2 separate regions of the Mus musculus genome follow, and region 2 is linked to region 1. A link is a contact called in public HiChIP or PLAC-seq data. All regions are on one chromosome and are shown on one strand. The core of a region is the stretch at or near the end of the contact, and the rest is flanking DNA. Distances in the headings are between cores, read along the strand shown. Region 1 has its middle 58 kb from the start of Gm40146. Region 2 has its middle 90 kb from the start of Arsj.

Region 1 (7,508 bases), core at 107-2,606:
CACTGAATTTTGACAATAAAGTACCTTCTGTCTTAAACCCTTGGTTGTAATCAGATAAAGTGCTATTTGTAACACTAAACCATTCACTCATGAGATTCTCAGTTCGGAAGAAAACTGCAGTCTTAAAGCAGACTCTCATCTGATACATTTTAGGATATTTCAGCATGTAGTTCTTGTATGCTGTAATACATTAGTCTGGGAAAACAGTCTCTCCACAAATGGTTTTCTTCTTAGGACAGTCACTTAATGCCCTCTTCTGGTTATAGATCAAAGCAAAATCACTCTTATTGCAATGGTATTATCTGAAAACGTGAATGTACTATTTATTTTTTAATGATTTATTTCATAGTATGTTTCAACAATGTTTACTCTTTGCATATTTTAAAAGTTAATCTGCACTATTGATGCTAAAGGAATTCAAATGTTTAACCAAATTTTAATAAATATAGCTTAAAATATTTTTCAAGATTGGAGTCTATGTACTGGGAATTATTATTTTTGATAAAAATAAGCTAGCTCACAACTCTTTTCATACTTTTATAAAGAAAATCTTATATAGATATTCTAAACTATGGTGTTACTATAATTATTAATATCTAAGGTTCTGCCCACACATGTATATGGGAGTAGCTAAATCATCTGAATAGTCCATTAGTGGGTCAAATACATGATGGTATTTTAAATTTTTAACTTTATTTAATATGTATAGCCAGTTGTCCATACTTCAGTGGATGGCCCTAAACCTATGGTCACATAAGTAGCAATTAATGAACTAAATGGATTGTAAAAAGAGTGTATTAAGTTGGAAAAAGAACATGAAGAGGAAACAGGGAAGTTACAGGGGAATGATAGGGAGAGAATATGATCAAAAACACTGTTTACATATAGGAAACTCTCAAAGATTAAAAAAAAATAGAAACAACAATACTTCTAACTAATAAGAGATTTTAAAGCCTGTAGAATTAATAATTGATGTATATATGTAGGTAGCATCCGGATGCTACCTTGAACATACTGAACTGTATTGTTTGCAGTAAGATTATTATTTTTAGAGTAAACAATTTTAAGGTAAATTAATTTCAGATTGTCTTGGGCTAATAGTGGTGTACTCCTTTCAGAAAGGGAACCTGTGGAATAACTTCAAGACAACTCTGAGGATCCAGCCTCCCGAGTGGGCTGTCCAAAGTGGCTATTATCTAACGGATGCTAAGATCAGGGAAAGTGAAGCAATGTTCCTTTGGGAATTAAGTTCAGAAAAAAACAGACCTGCATTTTGTGCTTCCTCTCTTAGCCTTTCTGCCTCAGTCTGTTGCTCTGAGTAATGCCGTGTGCATACCAAACGCTTCATATGAGCAACCACCCGGGGAAAGCCAGATGCCATGGGGTTGATGCCTCTGGCTACAGGTCATTAAGGATCTGAAGCCCAGCCATAACACATCCACTGGCAAATGGAAGCTTACAGGTATTCAAAGAATCCAAGTGTAAACAATAGGATTTCTCCCATGTCCACCCACAAAAATCTATAGTATCTGTTCATAGATGAAATGCTCAGAATTACCAAATTGAAAAGAACTCAGGGGAGGCTCACACATAAGGAGAAATTTGGCAGCAGTCTAGAACTTGATTTGACCCCGAGAAAAACTGCAGCATAAAAACTAAACAAGGCATTTTTCGAACTAAGAAATTTACCAAAGTTTCTTGTCGACTTTGCCACTTGATGGAGCCATAATGCCAGATAACTTTAAAACCCACTTGATTTTCTCAGGAGCAGTCCTTGGGAGACATGTAGGCAAAAATACATTATCCTAGTCACTGTTTGTTCCATTGCCCACTGTCTTCCTCCTCTGAGCAATTGCTATAGCATGACGTGAGAAAATTTAAGATTGCCTTATGCTAATAGTACAGGATAGTTGCTTTATTTTTCTTTAGTTAGGGTGTGAGTGTTCAGGTGGGTGCTGATACAAATGAAATGTATGTTCGTGCCTGTAGGCAGAAGAAGTCTATCTTGGAGCTTTCAACAGTTGTTCTTATTATTTGAGACAGGATTTCTCGCTGGATCAGAAGCTAGCCTCTTGTGCTAGTCTGGCTGGCTAGCAAGGCCCAGCGAGTGACTTGTCTTGATGGATTACAGTATACACTGCCACACTGAGCTTGTCATGAGGATCCTGGGAATCTAAACTCAAATCTTCACCTTGCATGGTAAATCTATTCTAACAAATCAGAATTAGTAAAAACATTAAGGACAGAGATCATACCTTTAAGATGTGTATGCAAATATCATGAACAGAAGGGCCAGTTTTCTTAAAGAGTAAATCCTGGGCAGGATGTGTGGGTCAATCATAGGTTAGAGGAAGACTAAGCATTTCAAGGAAGAGTGAATGCATAAGGGAAAGAAGTGGTGGTTTTAGGCAACAGCCATAGCCTTATTCTTAGCAAGTCTGTTTAGTTTGTTTTGTAAATAAAGGGCATCAATCTATATAAAATCTTTGGCTCTCAACATTTCTAGAATCCAGAATTTCTCAGGATTTGTAAAGAAAAATCGCATCTGGTAGAATACAGCATCTTCCCAGAACATCTGAAGTAGTGCCAGATCAGTAAGTACCTTGAAGAATACATTCTACAATAATGGGACACTTTACATTTCCAGGTAGAGTATTAGGGACAAATGCAAGATAAGATGTGCCATGAAGTCAATGAGTGAAAAAAGGGAGTTTCAGGAATTAGGATGAGACAGAAGGAATGACAAGAAACTTCAGTAGCTTCAGGTGGTCTTGTTGTCCATGCACTATAGTTTTTGCTATTGTCTTAAAGTAGGGAAAGGAAAATGAGCTTCTATATTCTCATGTGATTAAATATTGGATAAGTGATGAAGAAGGGTGAAGTTGAGTGTTGTGGTTTCTTGAACCTGATAGTAGTTGACAATAGGAAACATACTGACCATCTTCACAAACCTGAGAGCATGACTTCTTCATTCCTGGTCTGTAACCTGTAACATTATATGTGAAGATTCTAGCCATCAAGGTCTGGTGACCAACACCTTCCCAGAAAATGGTCACTACCCCTTTCTATTGAACACCCAAACCAACAATGTGTAAGCTATAGTACATAGGCATTCTTTTAGATATATGTTGAGACACTGAGATGGAACTGAACTGAGTCTATGGGAAATGGATTGAGCCTACTTGTGTCTTCCACGTTCTATCATGTATAACATAGTAAGAGGCATGACTGTGGAAGGAGTGAGTGGGCCCCACTGGACTCTGAAGCTCTGATCCCTTCATGTTTGACTTCCCATCTTCTACGACTGTGTAAAACAAATTTCTCATGCTTAGAAATTATATAGTAGGTGGTATTTTGTACAGCAGTGGAACATGGTAGTCTACCAAGAGGTGACCAAGTGATTATCAGAACATGATATACGCTCCTACCTGTCTCCTTGTGCTATGTTGTCCAGAAGAAAAGAGACAGACAAACCTGATAATGTGATAACTTTACTTCTCACTCTCTGTTCACATATAGAAGCAACACGGAGAACTTGAGAAATGATTGTTTATAAGGGTTAACAAAGATTGTGATGTGTTTCTTAGTGACAATCTTTCCCTTTAGAGGGATGGGATCTCAGAGTGGCAGGGATGAGAAAAAGAAATTCAGTTGGGTCACTGAGAATGAATGACATTTGTGGAGCAATCTTACTTCCACACTTTGTTCTTAAAGGCATATTTATTTACTTACTGTGATTAAGCTTTAGATATTGACTTTCAAAGGATCTTAGGTCGTATAAATTCTAATGCAGTGGTGCGAACTATAGCATCATGAGAAAAATCCAAAATCTTGCAAGTAATATGTACCTATTCTTATAAAAAGTAAATCAATACCCTAGCCAAAATGGAAGGGATGGAGAGAATGTATTCAGTGTATCAATCGGCCAGTTGGTCTCAAGTGATAAATTTCATTTTTACTGCATTACCCAAGATGATTTTTCTTTGTGTATGTGGCCCAGAGAAGTCCAGAGTTTAGATATCCCATGTTCTAAAATACGGAATACTTTCTATAACACAAACTCCTGGCTTTCAAAGTTTCCACTGAGAAATCAGCTATTATTTATTCTGATACGCTTTCCTTTATATGTTGTGACTTAAGGTTTTGACTTTTGCTGCTTCAATTCTTTTTGTTCTATATTGTGTAGTGTTTTAACTATGATAGGCCATGGAGAACTTCTGGTTTTGTCTGCCATGGTCTTTTTTCCTTCTTCTGTCTCTGTGAGTATGTCTTTCTTCAGTTTGGAGAAGTTTTCCTTTTGATCTGGTTGAATATTTGATCTGTGACATTGGACTTGACCTAGAACGAATGTTTTACCTTGATCACAAATTTGTTTCAAGCTTACTTTTTTCTCTTAGTACAATTAGCCCATCACGTATGAAGGTTTTCTGAGCTTTATTTGCAACTTTATTCTATAGGGGGCTTGGGATTATTTGTGTTATTTTAAGCATTCTATGAAATCATTATCAAGAGTTGTGAAATCATCAATTCGTTTATACAGCATTATTACATAAGAGTACATTTTCATAATGATCTTCAGGAAATCTTAATAGGATGGGCTAGTGCCCCGGTATCATTATTAGGCTTTGTAATAGTGACAGGAAAGGCATATCACCAGCAAACTTCTGGGATGAAGTCTCTGGTGACTTTACATCTCAGAGCTCACCCATCTCAGGCCATGAAAAATGGTGGGCCATCTCTAGAAAACTCATTTGCATGCATTAGTCTTTCCTAGATGGCTCCTGACAATACATTATCCCAGGTATATCTTGGATTCTTTTATTTTCTTCAGTTATATTTAATACATTAAAAATTACCAATCATTTATATAAAACGTCCCTATATGACATCTATTTGTCTCCTCATTAATTGAGCAATCAACTTTACTCTGCCTCCTCTCAGATCAAACTACTTTTCCACTGCCTGCACATCAGAAATTGATTAATGTACCAAAATACAAGCTGCCTGTCACTTGCAAACCTTGTAACTGGGTGTAGAGCATGCCAATTATCACCATTTCCCATAAATAAAATCCAAAATCAATATAGAATTCAAAGTAATTCTACCATTTCAGCCTGGCTCCTACAGCTCCTTTAGAAATCTGAGTTTATAGAGCCACGGAATTATTGGTAACTCCAGAAATATACTGTTGGTTTCTTTGCATATATATCCAAAAGAGGGTTGATATCCACCCAGCTCCTCTGCTTTAATGTTTATTACAAATCTAAAGTTTGTGTGTCTTTTATTTGGGAACTATATGTTCTAAGTGAAATAATAAACCTCAGATTAATATTTACCACAACACAATATTTTACTGTTTTTTCCAATTTTTATTAGATATTTTCTTCATTTACATTTCAAATGCTATCCAGAAAGTCCCCTATACCCCCCCCCACACCCTGCTCCCCTACCCACCCACTCCCACTTCTTGGTCCTGGCATTCCCATGTATTGGGGCATATAAATTTTGCAACACCAAGGGGCCTCTCTTCCCAATGATGTCTGACTAGGCCATCTTCTGCTACATATGCAGCTAGAGACACGAGCTCTGGGGGTACTGGTTAGTTCATATTGTTGTTCCAACTATCAGGTTGCAGACCCCTTCAGCTCCTTGAGTACTTTCTCTAGCTCCTCCATTGGGGACCCTGTGTTCCATCCAATAGCTGACTATGAGCATCCACTTCTGTATTTGCTAGGCACTGGCATAGTCTCAGAAAATTAAATAATACTATTAAAAAATGGGGCACAGAGCTAAACAAAGAATTCTCAACTGAGAAATACCAAATGGCTGAGAAGCACCTACAAAATGTTCAACATCCTTAATCATTAGGGAAATGTAAATCAAAACAACCCTGAGATTTCATCTAACACCAGTCAGAATGGCTAAGATCAAAAATTCAGGTGACAGCAGATGCTGGCAAGGATGTGGAGAAAGAGGAACACTCCTCCACTGTTGGTGGGATTGCAAGCTTGTACAACCACTCTGGAAATCAGTCTGGCGGTTCCTCAGAAAATTGGACATAGTACTACCGGAAGATCCAGCAATACTTCTCCTGAGCATATACCCAGAAGATGTTACAACTTGTGATAAGGACATGTGCTCCACTATGTTCATAGCAGCCTTATTTATAATAGCCAGAAGCTGGAAAGAACCCAGATGCCCCTCAACAGAGGAATGGATACAGAAAATGTGGTACATTTACACAATGGAGTACTACTCAGCAATTAAAAACAGTTACTATGTTTCTTAAATATAGTAAACAAGCAGGATACAGCAAAATTCTTTCAAATGTAGGTCCAAAGTCATCCTATTAGAGAACTATTAGGAGTTCATACAGATTAGGCCATATCGATGACAACCTATAAGTTACTGTGGTGTCTACCAGAGGACGATTTCTAAGCAATCTATTAGGATACTGAAGTACTGAAGCCGTATTTCTGACAATTCGATTATGACAAATTGGAGTCAAAACATATGATGGAGAAAAGTTTTCTGATTAGATAGCAGCTCAAAACAACACTAAGATGGGCTTGGAAATTTCAAATACTATTCTTATAAATACACTTTCCCAGCAAAACTGAAATTACAAGAGACAAATGTTCAGTTGACCAGGCTGTGACCCAGGAAAATTCAGTAGTTTCCCTGATGAATGATCAGTAGCAATATTAAGACTCTGATGCTCTGCTTCTTAAAACGCCAGAGGACTTCAGAGTCTAGGGTTGCTCCCAAGTTCAGTTCTGTCTACTGCCTCAAACACATGGATTTTGAAATGTCTGGCTTGTTGACTTATCAAATACTTAACTCCAAAATTAAACCAGCACTGACTTGATATTAATATGTTAAATGCTCAAAAGTGTTTCTGTCTAAAAATGGCCTGTCTTTTTAAAAGAGTGTAATTGTTGTCAATATATTAATAATAATTGCTATTATAATTTAGCGATTTAATTATTTAATAAGTACTGACAAGTAAATTATCAGAGAAATATATTTTAAGAAATAAATTTTCTCAAAAAAGCCATTTGCTACAAAACATAAAATATGAACATGAACTAAAATAAGGGGAGGGGTACCACTTTGGTTCGTAAGTTCCTTGGCTAATATTGTAAAATTGTGAAGTAGCAATATAAATTAGTTTAGGAAAAAATTATCTAGAATTTCCATCAAAGATAAAACCATAGGGTATATTTTTGTCAGATAACCTATGAATGTGTATTTTGTGGATTATTAATTTTCTTTAGTAGGAAGAAACACTAAATTATTAAACATTTTTCTTTCTCTAAAATTATCAACAAATCTTTACTCCCTTATATTTCTGGAGGGTGGAAGTCCATACATAGCATTGTTGATACTTAGAGAGAGCTGCTCTCTGCTTCCTAATGGCACGCTCATTTTCTACCCTCCAGAAGGATAGTCTCTGTTCTTACACGTCAGTAAAGTACAAAGGCAAGGGAGAGAGAGCTTTCTCTGAA
Region 2 (6,716 bases), core at 4,125-6,624, 230 kb after region 1:
TCTCAGGAAATCTCTCGGTTTTATTCTGTGACCAAATCATCTGCTTCCAGCTCTCTAATAATTTTTAAAGCCTCCTCAGGAGTGCAGGATAACAAACACATGGCCATTGCAGCCAATCGAGCTTAGACTCTCCCCAGCTACATGACCAGAGGATGACTCTTCAATGGACTCAGAGCTATCTCCTCTGACAAAGACCCTCCTCAGCAGTAAACAACAAAAACATCCCTCCCCTGCATTGCTATATTTTCTCAGCGTTAGGAATACTCTAAGACAGTTCTCTGCTGGAAGACTACACTTCCCAGCTTCACTTCCCTTGCAGACCATGGAAGTCATTACCCCACCCCCCCATAAGGATCTGCATCCCACCTTCCATAGGCATGTTGGCCACCAGCAATGTGGCTGAAAAAAGTGTCTCTTGTTGTGAAGAAGAGTGGTCCAACCTAAGGTCAGACCAAACCTCTCTTTCCACCTTCTCTCTCTAGATAGCTTTCTAATTAATCTAATAGAGTCAGAAGACCTATTTCTGCATATCATCTTTACTTTGGACTTTTGAGAGCAGTGTTGGGTTATGGCAACATTTGGGGTTGGACTGGATATGTTTTTCATGAGATGATAGCTAGCCCTGGGACTTGTCTATGGAGGGCAGGGGCAGAGAATTATGACTTACATAAGATGTGGCCCTATGAAATGGTTCCCATGAGATAAAAATGTGCTTGAATATTTGACTCCCAGATGGTAGAGCTATTTAAGGAAGCTGTGTAGTCTTTTGGAATTGTGCCCAAGGTGGGTTGAATTTGGGGATTAGCCTTTAAGTTTATAGCCTGGCCCAGCTTCCTGACCTCACAGCTTCCCGGTGGTCTGAGAAATAAGCAAGTAATCCCATGCTCCTGCTATCACAGACAAGAGCTCACCACCGTGCCTTCCCTTGACACTGCACACTGTATCACTGTGCCCTCGAACTACGAACCAAAGAACTCATACCTCATTTAAGTAGTTTCTTATTGGGTATTTTAGTCACACAATGACAAATAACAAGTATGCTCCTATATTATCACATATAAGACTTATGAAAGACCAGTAGGTCATTAGGGTGGAGTATTCATGATTTAAATTATATTTATACAAAGAGGCCTGATGCAGCTTTAAAACTCCTTCTGCCATGTGAAGACAAATAAAGAGTGAAGAATGGGCTATCACCAGACATCAGATCTGGTGCCACCTCAGTCTTGAACTTCTCAACTCAATGAATTGTGCAGTGACTTTCTACTGTTACTAAGTTATCCAGTCTAAGGTATTTTCTCACAGGAGCCCAAAATAACTGAGACAAAGCCACAAACTTACCTTTTGTTTCTGTGTTCTGATACTGAAGCCTAAACTGCAGCTTATCTTTTTCTCCTCTGTTAACCAGCTCCATGGTCAAGTCTACCAATAGAGGGCAGAAGAGGAAACTGGCTGACAGAGGGAAGGTATGCTCCTCCCTTTGTTTCTAAGAGCTTCCTGCCTGGGCATATATCCAGAAGATGTCCCAACCAGTAAGAAGGACACATGCTCCACTATGTTCATAGCAGCCTTATTTATAATAGCCAGAAGCTGGAAAGAACCCAGATGTCCCTCAACAGAGGAATGGATACAGAAAATGTGGTACATCTACACAATGGAGTGCTACTCAGCTATTAAAAAGAATGAATTTATGAAATTCCTAGGCAAATGGATGGACCTGGGGGGCATCATCCTGAATGAGGTAACACAATCACAAAGGAACTCACACAATATGTACTCACTGATAAGAGGATATTAGCCCAAAACTTAGCATACCCAAGATAGAAGATACAATTTGCTAAACGCATGAAACTCAAGAAGAATGAAGACCAAAGTGTGGATGCTGTGCCCCTTCTTAGAATTGGGAACAAATCACCCATGGAAGGAGTTACAGAGACAAAGTTTGGAGCTGAGACAAAAGAATGGACCATCTAGAGACTGCCATATCCAGGGATCCACCCCATAATCAGCTTCCAAACGCTGACACCACTGCATACACTAGCAAGATTTTGCAGAAAGAACCCAGATATAGCTGTCTCATGTGAGACTATGCCTGGGCCTAGCAAACACAGAAGTGGATGCTCACAGTCAGCTATTGGATGGATCACAGGGCCCCCAATGGAGGAGCTAGAGAAAGTACCCAAGGAGCTAAAGGGATCTTCAACCCTATAGGTGGAACAACATTATGAACTAACCAGTACACCGGAGCTCTTGACTCTAGCTGCATATGTATCAAAAGATGGACTAGTCAGCCATCACTGGAAAGAGAGGCCCATTGGACACACAAACTTTACAGGGGAGCGCCAGGGCCAAAAAATTGGGAATGGTTGGGTAGGGAAGTGGGGGGGAGGGTATGGGGGACTTTTGGGATAGCATTGGAAATGTAATTGAGGAAAATATGTAATAAAAAAAAAAGAGCTTCCTGGCTTTCAGAATCTTGCCTCTATAATGTCACTTAGGAATGGATTTTATTTTATTTTTTTCATGAATACAAGGGAAGTTTCTTCCCACTGGAAACACTGAATCCAGATGGACAACCAGCTGAACCTCAGACCACTCTAAACACTGAATCCAGATGGACAACCAGTTGAACCTCAGACCACTCTAAACACTGAATCCAGATGGACAACCAGCTGGACCTCAGACCACTCAAAAGGGAAGATTGACCAGGTTTACTGCCTGGAATGCTCGATCCACATCAGCCCCAAGCCTGAACATGGGAATTCAGAAAAACCGGGTATAACAAACTCTGTCTTTCTGAAGGTTGTCTACTTTCTTATGTCCCTTCCGAGAACAGAAGTTAGTAAATCAAGTTGAAGATTGGCTAGAAAGAGGCCTTAAGGAACAATTTTATCCATGCCCTGACAATGGTGAATCGTCCTACCATGACTAGATACCTGAATCACGTTCTCAAATAACTGGGTTTCTTGAACAAACTGTTTGACTAATTGTTCCTCCTCTGACTCACTGGAATGTCACATCCCTACTTTATGTATACTGATCTGTGATTCCCCTTCCCCCATTATATAACTACTTATAAAAGAAAAGAGAGAAGATCTCATATTGGCCTTGACTTAATGTTTACAAAGTTTAAACAAGTCTCTGTTCTGGTTCTGATCCCAGTTAGGACAGGAATAGGTAGTACAAATTGCCCATGGCACCTCAACCTTGATTGTTAAAAAACAAAACTTTAGGGAACTCAGTTCCCAGATATTCTTAGACCTAGGCCATTAGGAGAAATCTATTTCCAGGCTTCAGAACTAAGTTGACTCCCTCTGCTAGGGAATCCTACTGAACTGAAGGAGGCTAGACCTCATTTGTATGAAAGTGGGGGGGGGGTGCTTTGCACAGCCTTAGGAGAATCTTGCTATTTCTATGCCACTAATCAGTGGTAATTGGGGAAACCTCCTATGGTCAGAGACCCCCCCTCCAAAAAAGGTATCAATCTGGGTTCACTTAGTCCCCATGGCTGACCACCTTACTGTCAGCATTAGTCACACTGTTGATTCTTATTCTGATCAGGTAACACTGGGACCCTGCATAAGCAAGTGCATGGCTAACTTATCTACTGATACTTAGGATCAACTATGCCTGAACGCCACCCAATGGAACAAATCAACAGTTTGACTCATGGTCATAAAGTCATGGGGAATATGCCAGGGCACAGCAGTGCAAAGGTCCCTTCATCTTGTATTCTTGATTTTTCAGCCCCTTTCAGGTTTAACTAGTGTTTGATCTCCCTGATAGACAATCACATTGATCAGTACCCAACTCTATCTTTGCAACCCAAGGTCAAGATGCCCTAGCTAATTTATCTTAGCTGCTGTTAATCTGCTTGCTTATGGAAACCTTGTCCTGTAGCTACAGAGTCAGATACCAGGCTGGTGTTTTTTTTTTTTTTTTTTTTTTTTTTTTTTTTTTCTTTTATTGGATTTTTTTCTTTATTTGCATTTCTTTTTTTTTTTCCATTTTTTATTAGGTATTTAGCTCATTTACATTTCCAATGCTATACCAAAAGTCCCCCTTACCCACCCACCCCCAGGAGGAGCTAGAGAAAGTACCCAAGGAGCTAAAGGGATCTTCAACCCTATAGGTGGAACAACATTATGAACTAACCAGTAACCCTGAGCTCTTGACTCTAGCTGCATATGTATCAAAAGATGGCCTAGTCGGCCATCACTGGAAAGAGAGGCCCATTGGACAGGCTGGTGTTTTTGCTTTTAAAAACTCCTTGCTCGAAATGCTTATGCTTTAGTTCAGTCACAAATATCTGAGTGTAATCCCAGCCAGCTAGAATAAAGACTCTCTCTTGATTGTAAACTGTGTCTGCATGGTCTTCTCTGGTGGGCTCCCTATAACACAATCCTCCTTTTCCAGGAATGCTGTTTACTCCTCAAAGCTACAGTTAACAGTCTTGAATGTATTTATATTTTCCTTCTACAGACAGTCTTGTTATCATTGAGTGCTATAGGTTTTTTTTTCCTTTTCCTTTGAATATTTTAAAGTGTTTGCCACACATCTTCATCCCTGGAGTCATTCATTGAGGACATATCAGGAATTCATCAAACCATGACTGCTTTTGAAAGCATAATACGTGTGCTACTTCCTCCAAGAGATTATTATTGCTCTACTCTTGTGTACATCTTTAATCCCAGTACTCAGAAAACAAAGAAAGACAAATCTCTGAGTTCAAGATCAGTCTGGTGTACATAACAAGTTCCAGGCTACCTAGGGCTAACTACATAGTAATACCATGTCTCAAAAGTAATACATAAGTAAGTAAATAAGTAAGTAAAATGTGTCTGACCTTAAATCCTAGCTCCACAAAAATTTAACTGTGACTTTGAAGTCATTGCTTAATCTCGCTGTGCTTCAGGTTCTTTGAATGTAAAAAATTAATAATGGTACCATCTCACAGACTAAATGTGATCAAGGAAGCAAGCTGTTCCATGCAATATGATAAAGTCAATGCCACAGCTATCTTATTTTTAAGGACCAATTGGTTATTACTGTTAAGGCCATGTCTATCTATTTTAACATTAATACATGGCTATTAAATTAACAAAGCATTAAGTCATCATCACAAAGTCTTATTTGTTTAGCCAGTCAACATGTTTATATTAATATGAGATGATGGCTACATTGACACAGTGCTTAACATGCATAGTTTTGAATACTATAACGGTGATTTATTTCACTTTGTTTTATTTTCCACATAAGATTCTAACCATGCAGTTTAATCGTATGCAGTGGTAACACACTTGACCATATACCAACCTGCAGACAGTGATGCTGTAGCAGGATAGTTTCCCTGCAGCCTGGTGAAAGAAGGCCATGCTTTCTTCTCCTGAGTCATCAGAGGGATGCTTCATGCTTCCACAATAGAGCAGAGCACATCACATCTGCATTACCTCTTACCTGGCACAAGTCCACCAGAGAAATCTGTTTGCTATTCTAAAATAATATGGATATCTTCCCAGAATTAATTTCAGAGAACAGAATTGAGCATATTCTTAGATTTTTAGAGGGTCATTTTCTTCAGCTTTTTTATGGCTAGAATTTAAAGATCCTGTTATAAAAAGTCTTCAGGGAAAAGCAATTCTCTGAGAAATCTCAGTTCAAAATTACCTCATCTGAAAGCTATCTGTTACCATATGTTTGCTTGGCCTGGATTCCGTTCAGTGAGGTTCCTCCTGTACATTCTTCTGAGAGAAACAAAACTAAGAGTAGGCGGGTGCCAGTCATCAAATGCCAATGGCCTATGTCAAGTCTTATTCAGCCTTTTAAAACAACATTTAATGGTCTCTTGCTTTATGGCTTTAAACCACAGAGAAGCCAGCATGATTACAATCTGTAAACCCTGAGTCCCCATTTTGCTTTCTGTAAAAAAAAAGTTGCCTCTTTTAATCTTTGAAGAAAATCCAAAACTTCTTTGTTGTTCAAAACACAATTTAAATCTAAAATACAAGTTCTGGCTTATTTTCTTATGCCCATATTATATTTATGACTTGTTTACTTCTTGCTCCCTTGTGAAGATTAGGCCTTGTGACAGTTGAAGATATTTAATAAAATAAAACGTGGGGTACATAGTCCCTGACCCATAGTGTACATCCACTGTGAAAGAATATGGGCGATGAGGAGGGAGAAGGAGAAGACGAGGAGGGACAGGGAGAGGAAGAAGAGGATCGAGAGGAGGAGGGAAGTGACAGGAGAGGGAGAGAGGAGAGAGCATAAAACTAAAGAAATGGGTAGATGAACTAGTGCAAAATTATCAGCTTTACCCAAAAGCAAATTGATGATGGCAACATATTCATGGAAAAGATGTCCCAGTTCAATTTCCACAATTAGTAAAAATATACTGCAAAGTTTGTAAGCAATTTATTTACTTTTTATTTTAAGTGTATGGAAGTTTTGCTAGCATGCATGTTTGTGTACCATGTGTGTCCTTGGTGCTGTCAAGACCAAAAGATGCTATCAGATTTTTCTGATAATTGTGAGCTGCAGCTGGGAGCAGATTCCTGATCCTCTGGTAGAGCTGTAAGTACTCTCACCTGCTTACTCATTCCTCTTTACCCTCAACATTTGCTTTATAAAGAATTTTTAAAGATTTATACTAGTGCAATGTTGAAAAACAATGCTTTCAAACACTTATTATCGTTGATAACTAGTTGAGGTTG

The links. HiChIP or PLAC-seq counts read pairs in DNA pulled down with a chosen protein or histone mark.
Region 2: a contact with region 1 is called in an H3K27ac HiChIP or PLAC-seq map of the NIH/3T3 cell line, with 3 times the contacts expected there. The contact joins two enhancer-like sites. A contact is called at or near these places in 2 of 15 datasets of contacts at CTCF or cohesin (the NIH/3T3 cell line and stem cell-derived epiblast-like cells), 8 of 484 Hi-C or Micro-C datasets (3T3-L1-derived adipocytes, the C2C12 cell line, cerebral cortex and 5 more) and 2 of 115 datasets of contacts at active chromatin or transcription factors (the NIH/3T3 cell line and embryonic fibroblasts).

The regions. Positions count from the first base shown.
Region 1 is chr3:126,044,830-126,052,337 of GRCm38.p6, forward strand. No RefSeq gene overlaps it. Among named protein-coding and RNA genes, the nearest start is that of Gm40146, 58 kb to the right of the region's middle. Within about 2 kb of position 1,357, at least 19 of the 459 cell types and tissues checked have an H3K27ac peak or open chromatin away from gene starts, as enhancers often do. A contact at or near this core is called in the C2C12 cell line, the NIH/3T3 cell line and embryonic fibroblasts, where this site is marked.
Region 2 is chr3:126,270,782-126,277,497 of GRCm38.p6, forward strand. No RefSeq gene overlaps it. Among named protein-coding and RNA genes, the nearest start is that of Arsj, 90 kb to the right of the region's middle. Within about 2 kb of position 5,375, at least 36 of the 459 cell types and tissues checked have an H3K27ac peak or open chromatin away from gene starts, as enhancers often do. A contact at or near this core is called in the C2C12 cell line, the NIH/3T3 cell line and embryonic fibroblasts, where this site is marked.